2 separate regions of the Danio rerio genome follow, and region 2 is linked to region 1. Evidence: chromatin contacts called from public HiChIP or PLAC-seq data. All regions are on one chromosome and are shown on one strand. The core of a region is the stretch at or near the end of the contact, and the rest is flanking DNA. Distances in the headings are between cores, read along the strand shown.

Region 1 (3,796 bases), core at 197-2,696:
CTTGCTTCGAGCTGGGAGAAGAGCAAGTATCTCGTCCCGTAGAAAGCTGACTGGGTATCGACTCCATTCCTGGAAGTCTGTGGAGGAGACATAGATGTTAAATTACACTACAATCCAAGAACTAGCCTATATTTTATGCTAGAGATTATTTACAATTATTGATGTGATTTGTACAAGCGTTCTCCCAGCATAAATATATTCTTTACAGTATTATTATTTATAGGAATAAATAGCAATAATAACTTTATTTATACGAATAATAATATTTAATAACTATTATTATTGCTAAAACTGGTTTGATTATTACATATTGGCGCACATTATCTAAAAAAATTAACGAAACAAGAAATCGGTATATGATAATTGCAGTAATTTCAATAGTCTATAATTCGTCTACGTAATCAAGTTTATTCGTTTGTTTTAACCCTTAGTCAAATTAAAAACAGGCTACAATCTTTTTACCACTGTATTACACAATATAGATAACATTTAACGTTTTAATTAACACGTTAAAGCCAACTAATTAACACTGAGGCCTACAATTAATATTTCATTTTTAGGTTAAATATTTTGACGACTTTCCTTAAAAGCTCGCACTCTTTGACCCGAGAGCCTGCATCATTGCTTAATGTCTTCAAATCGGCTCAGAAGCCGGAGCGATTACTTAAAGGCCTCTTACGGCGCTAATACGCAAAGGGGCAGAAGGGAAGAATCTTTTAGCTACTCCAATGAGCTTATCAACAAGGAAAAGAAGCAGTAAGCCGCTTTCTGTGTAATTACACAGCCTGTGTTGTTCGACTTTGATCTGTTAATAAAACTCTGATCATTTATAATTAAAACATTGCGCAGGAAGCCTTTATAATTTAGTACAAAGCATATTTTCGTTTCCCAGACGTCTCCGTATTGTTTACATTAAACCATATGCATATAGGCTATTAATTATTTTGCCAAATTATATCACCTGATTTAAATGCTATAAAATCCCTTTCGTAATCAAGGATAAAGCATATTTTAAATATTACAGTCCACTGTTTCATAAACATTGGATTGAGAAATGGATATTAAAAATAAGTTAGACATTTATGATTTATTTATCATTTATTAAAAAAAAATTACACCATGGTTATTATATAGACCTATCAAACAAATTTTAAATATAAAAAGAAACGTACCTTTTTCAATCAAGAAACGTCAGAAGAGCTTGTGTATCGCCTCAAATGAACAGGCCTAAATCAAGAGGGACAAATCGTTCGTGTGAAGTGCGGGATGAAAACTGCGAGTCTGTGTAGTCTTCCCTTTCAAAACAGCTTTAGAGTTTCCATCCCTCTCAGCTCTCGTGCGTGGTGACGGGAGCGCGAGCCGAGTGACCACATGGCAGTCCCGGAGCTCGTGTCTCTTCTTAATAGGTTGTGCGCGATCTACTTCAAGAGAGGGGACGCCAAAAAGAATAAGAAGGCACACCCACTGAGATCAAATCCGATTCTGGTATTAACCGTTTGCTTCCACTAGCCTACTTCAAAACAAATAGTACTGCCAGTTTAGAATTCAACTGAGCTGCTTATACAGACAGGCAGATAGATAGATAGATAGATAGATAGATAGATAGATAGATAGATAGATAGATAGATAGATAGATAGATAGATAGATAGATAGATAGATAGATAGATAGATAGATAGATAGATAGATAGATAGATAGATAGATAGATAGATAGATAGATAGATAGATAGATGATTTTTGCTGCCTTTGTTGATATCTAAGTTCAATTTAAGCGGTTTTGCGCATAGACGATTGCGCATGGAAACAGGGAGGATGTACAATGAACAACCAATAATTATGATGCTTTGTTTGTTACTCTTCATGATATCATATACACATGTCTTTTTTCTCAGAGATGAACAAGTTTTGCATTAATTTTTAACTGTTCTGTTTTGAGTGACACTCGATAAACAAACTATCATTACGAATTAGCATGAAATATTTCCTTGTGTTGGGCATGCATGTCCGCGGGGCACGCACTGTCTAAACTGCTATTAGAAGTTCGTGGTCATTGCATTTTACGTCACATGTCTCCCAGTGAATGATGCACATTTGTTAAACACACCAGCCAGTGAGAGCGGCTAGTGTGTACAAACAGTGATATATCAGAGCAATGGACTGAGGTAAGTGGTGCAACCTTATATGGCCGTATTAACTATTTAAAACCTGATCAATGCCCTTCAGTTAACCCCACTAAGTCTTGACGTAAAGATATCAATATCGAACCGGGCAAAGTTGTGCTGTCCACTTTGAAATACGACAGTGGAAAATTGTCATTCCCTCAGAAATGTTTTGGCAATTTGTCCAGCTTTCATTGTTCACGCGTTTCAGTCTCTCCCTTTCTCTCTCAGAGGGTTTGCACAGTACAAAGTGTGGTCAAAACAACTGATAGCCAATGTTTTTTTTTAACCTAATAATGTGTCAAATATTTCCCACCTCCTTTAATTATTCCAGCCCTCGTCCATTTTACTTTGCTGTCATTCGTTAAGGTGTCAAAACAGACGTTTAATTAAACGGTAATTAATTATATAAATGTTAACAATTACCTGAATCAATTAGTTCATAATGTCCAAAAATGCCTTAGAGGGATGTTTCTTCTTAGCAAAGTCATTACCATTAAAACGCTTCGAGCTAAAGTGTATTTTACATTAACTGAACGTGTATCCTGAAACAAGTACAGCCGGCTGCGTTTGTATTAAAATATTTTTCCAAAATAGTTGAGGATAAAATACAGCTTATATGACGACAGAGATGAAAACAAATGGGAAAGTTTAAAAATCCGTCAAGCGATGCTCATGTGTCCTGTGACCAAGGGGCCACCGGCTTAACCTAATTCAATATTAATAGGAAGGGAAACTTTAACCAGATCTGCCTGGCCGTGTCTCCTTTCACAACCAAGAAGCTCCGTTCTGGCCCAACAATAATTACAATTTTATTCTGTAATTATTCCTTTCTTGTTAATTATTTAGAGGTCAGACTCAATGCAGCATTGTTAGCATTTATGGCGGAGAGACAGGGGCTCACATGTCCTACAAGACTGGATCCTCCTGGTATACAGATACACAACACCCGTTTTTAAACAAGCTATCCTGTCATCATTTAGACAGACCTGTGAGAAAAAAAAGTGTAATCATGTAAAAAAAAACATGTAAAATAAATAAACAATTCACAAGTTCATTTAAATCCTCACGACACTGAGTTATCTACAGTAATAACGCATTTATGGGCTATTGTTGTTTGCATATAGTTATCACTATTAATTTTAGCACAGTCAGGTTTCTTGATGGACTTAGTAACCTCTCTTACATGCTATTAAATAATCGATGATTGTTTTTACATAACGGTTGAATCAATACGATAAATATTGTGTTTCAAGACGACATATGCCATTATTGGCTCATTAATATACATGCTATTATATTACACGAGCATGAGTAAACTAATTAAAGAAACTTTATATAGGCCAGTTGCTAAGTATGAACTGCATGGAGAAAAACCTCTTCATTAGGCTGTAGCGCTTTGTGTATTTTTTATTTTTTTGATAATATTACCAGTAAACACGTTATCACCGCACATGAAATGTGGTAGTGAGGATACAATTAATTAAGTTAAATAGGATATTTTAATTTTGCCGTGTTAAAAGGTATTTATAATCTAAGACATGTCGTATTATTAGCCAGGCATTCGTCAAGCTATTTATCTATTTCTTTAGATATCATTAATGTTAATGTCTTAAAATATTTTTGTTTCTTATTAA
Region 2 (3,758 bases), core at 209-2,708, 200 kb after region 1:
CTTTCAGGAGATTTGGCACCAAACAAAAGATGAGGAACAACATAGTTGTATCATTAAAGTTAACAAATAATCCCCTAAGATCTGTTGGTTTAATTGGCTATATATTAATTTGTGATGAAATCCAAGTGAACTTCTAGCTGATTATCTACTGAATCTGTGTATATATATATATATATATATATATATATATATATATATATATATATATATATATATATATATATATTTTTTTTTTTTTTTTTTTTTTTTTCAGAATGCATATGAAAAACCAAATGAACTTCTATAATAACTGGCTATGTGTAATATATACAACTCAAACAAGTAAACCAATGTTTTTCTATATTGGCTGAAGCTTGAAATGCCTCTTGAAACTAAAGGTCTGCTGAGTGTAAAGGCTTGTGGGCAACCCTCGAGTGGACCATACGGGCAAGACCTGTGGGCAGTTGGCCAGCATCGCACTGTGACATAACAGGATTAACCAGCCATTGCAAAACTCAGAGGGATAATAATAACAACAATACAATTCATACAACAACCCCGTCCACATGTACACTCTAATGAAGAAAAATAATAAGTACCAAATGTCTTATATATGCACCAACCAACCAAAATATAACTTAAAACACAAACATCGCAACACATCGTTTAGCCCAGATACAGCAGCTACAGCGCTCCTCAGATTAAGGTCGGGCTGTTATATAACCTCATCAGACAGTAAATGACAACCTCAGGCAAGGCAAATGTGTGTTTGTGAAAGCACATGAGAGAATAAAGTTGAAATAAATCAACTGGAGTGTCGGAATTTGATCAGAGAGCGAGATACGAGCTGCAGCACATAACGTTACAGTAATGAGACGCGGTTTATGAATTAACGTGATATGAGAAACACAAGAGTTGATTTCACAATAAAAGAGCCTCTGCTGGGCTTTTTCTTCAACTTCGCCGTGCTGGTGTTTAGCTTCAGTTTGAGACTGTCCGGACGGGTTCTGCTAAAATCAATCGTCACAACCCGATGCTTCTCTAAGTAAAGTCGAGGATGTTTTTAATGGCACTCACCGCGGTATTGTGATGCACTTGGTGTTGACATCCTGAGTTGTGATGGCTTTCTCTAGCTCGTCCAGCTGTCCCGTCTTCTTCAGCTTCTTCACTAGACTCTTAACGGCCTTTTCGCACCATTTCTCCTCCTGTCCGTTCTGCTCTCCCTTCTTCCAGCCCAGCAACCTCTTGACGATCGGCGGAGTGAAAGGTAAAATTGACATGTTGAATTCAGTTCAGCGTTCCTCTATTGCGCAGTCTCTCACGCAACTCGGAGGGAAATTAGGGATACTTTTTATCTTCAGCGTAATCCGAAGGTTTTGTGTCAAAGTAAACTGATTAGAGCATGGGAATAATATGAAGAAAAGTGAGAGGGACTTGAGACGTGACTGAGACACGGTCTCAAGTTCAGCGCTCAGCACAGCTCTCTCTGTCTGTCTGTCCCTTGAGATCGTCAGGCATAGCTCGCGCCACACACCGCTGCCAGGCCGTTCAGATCACTCCGCGTAAAAAATAGTTCCTCTGCATCCGGTCAGCACAACACTTTCTGCTGGTAATTAAAACAGATTCATTTAATTTAAAAAATATAATACCTCATCTGTGACTAATATGCAGTCAGTTCCTGAGCATTAATATTTTAGAAAGTGAGGTTTACTTAAATCTAAAGTCTTCCGCTGTTCTGCGTGCTGCGGCTCTCTGACGTAACGTTACTGAAGCTGACTGCACTCAGTGCTCTGATCATTTAAAAGTTTCAGTTTCAAAGTGCTTTAGAAATATGTGCAGAATATGTTTAGCAAATGTGTACAGCCACACCAAATGACGACTTTATATACTGATATCTTGATAAAGCATATTTTATGGTGGCCCCTTCATGAGGGTAGCATTTGACATCAACAAAATAGTTCTGTACATACACAATAAGATGAACAATATGCTATAGATTTAGGAACCATGTCATCTATTTAAGACAGGATTGAGTTGAACCTTCTGAAGTTTTATTGTCCCCTTCCTCCTGTGCTATTGTAAACACTCATAAAACCCGCCCAATAACCACAGTGACACACAGGAAACGGGTTATACAAAACCTTGCTTATCATTTACAGACTCAGTAAAAGTAATTACACTTTAATTCTCAAAAGAGTAAAGATGTTCACTTTTCTTCCTTCTACCTTTTCCACCCCCACTTTTTCTTTCAGCATAGCACTGTCTGTGTGAGAAGGGGATCCCACCAAACGCAGCATACAGTGTTTAATTAATCTGATACTGGGCATGGCCTGCTTTTTTTAGTGAGGGAGTGGGGATGAAAGATACAACGCTGAGTATGCAGCAGCCTTGCCTGTGCATGACAACAACAATTAATCATGTACGTCCCTAATGTTGTAGTAAATGCTCAAAATCCCAAAATGCAAGTCTCAAAAAACAACACTTTTTGAGGATGGGTAGATTGTATTTAGCTAATACATATGAGGTGGATTACATTATACTAAGTTTACTCTTTTACTTTTAAATTTTTAGTTATTCTAATGTGATGGCTTTGTTTCCCCCCTTTAATTGTTTATCTTGAATGTTTGTGTTTGACTTATATTGTGATCACAGACTGCTATCTTTAACACACACACACACACATACACACACAAACGCACACATGGACATATGCCGAAGGGAGTTTGGGTCAGAAATGTCAAGAGAAGTGTGTGCAGCCAAGGGCCAGCTGTTACATTCAAAATGCAAACACAAGCGCCTGCACTAGTCTGATTTGATTTATGCTTATCAGATTGAGCCCAGCATTTTCGTCCCTCTACACAAGACATATTTGGCAAGCAGGAAGCAATAAATAAAACAATGTGCAGTTTTGTGTTATTTTCTGAATTTTCTCATTTATAATAATATAAAGGCAAAAATAAAATTTAACATTGTAGGTCATTTGACCTTGGCCACACACGTTCACTCAGATTGGTGTATGGCAATCTTTGGTACGTTTAAAACAGTTCACAGGCTGTGCTAAAAATACGCTAGATCACAGCCCAGCATGGTTCTGCTTCTTCCTTTTATCTATTTTAAAGATCATCTGATGTATTTTTTTATAACATTTTCTTTCATTTTGTCCTCCCACGTGGTTATGGACAACGTATACTCATAACTGATGGATAAACAGATTCATCTGTGCACAGTTTAACACACTGCAGGAATCTAGAAGATCATGTGTTGAACACTGCATGACTAGATTTTTTTATTTATAATAATACTACTACTACTACTACTACTACTAATAATAATAATAATAATAATACCTTTTTTATTTATAGGAGCCTTTTAAAACACTCGAGGACACCTTACAATATGTCACAGGCACATCATAAAATACAAGACAGAGGAATAATAGACATAATATTAAACCAGAAAATCATTAAAAGCAATCCTGAACAGAAAGGTTTTAACCTGGTATTTAAAATTAAAAAAGAGTCCACCTGACGAATATCTAATGGCAGAGAAATCCATAACTGTGGTACTATGCAGCTAAAAACACTACCACCAAATGATTTCATCCTAAAATTTGGAACTGATAACAGTTCAGCTGCAAACAAAAACTTTCTGTAATCTACAAAGATGTGCTCTATATTTTGTTGAAATCCAGATTTTCGGGAATGAATATCTATACATGCAGTAGAAATATCAACAAAATGTTTATGCATTCATTCAACTTTGAGATATATTTATTTCAA

The links. HiChIP or PLAC-seq counts read pairs in DNA pulled down with a chosen protein or histone mark.
Region 2: a contact with region 1 is called in an H3K4me3 HiChIP or PLAC-seq map of embryo, with 2.6 times the contacts expected there. The contact joins the promoter of smad3a here to the promoter of skor1a in region 1. A contact is called at or near these places in 2 of 18 Hi-C or Micro-C datasets (both in embryo) and 2 of 4 datasets of contacts at active chromatin or transcription factors (caudal fin and embryo).

What each region holds. Positions count from the first base shown.
Region 1 is chr7:34,023,986-34,027,781 of GRCz12tu, forward strand. It overlaps skor1a (SKI family transcriptional corepressor 1a), which reads right to left and starts at 1,447. Exons shown (of 9, transcript NM_001130652.1): 1 at 1,173-1,447; 2 at 1-77. The coding sequence starts at 67.
Region 2 is chr7:34,225,635-34,229,392 of GRCz12tu, forward strand. It overlaps smad3a (SMAD family member 3a), which reads right to left and starts at 1,459. Exons shown (of 9, transcript NM_131571.2): 1 at 1,057-1,459. The coding sequence starts at 1,259.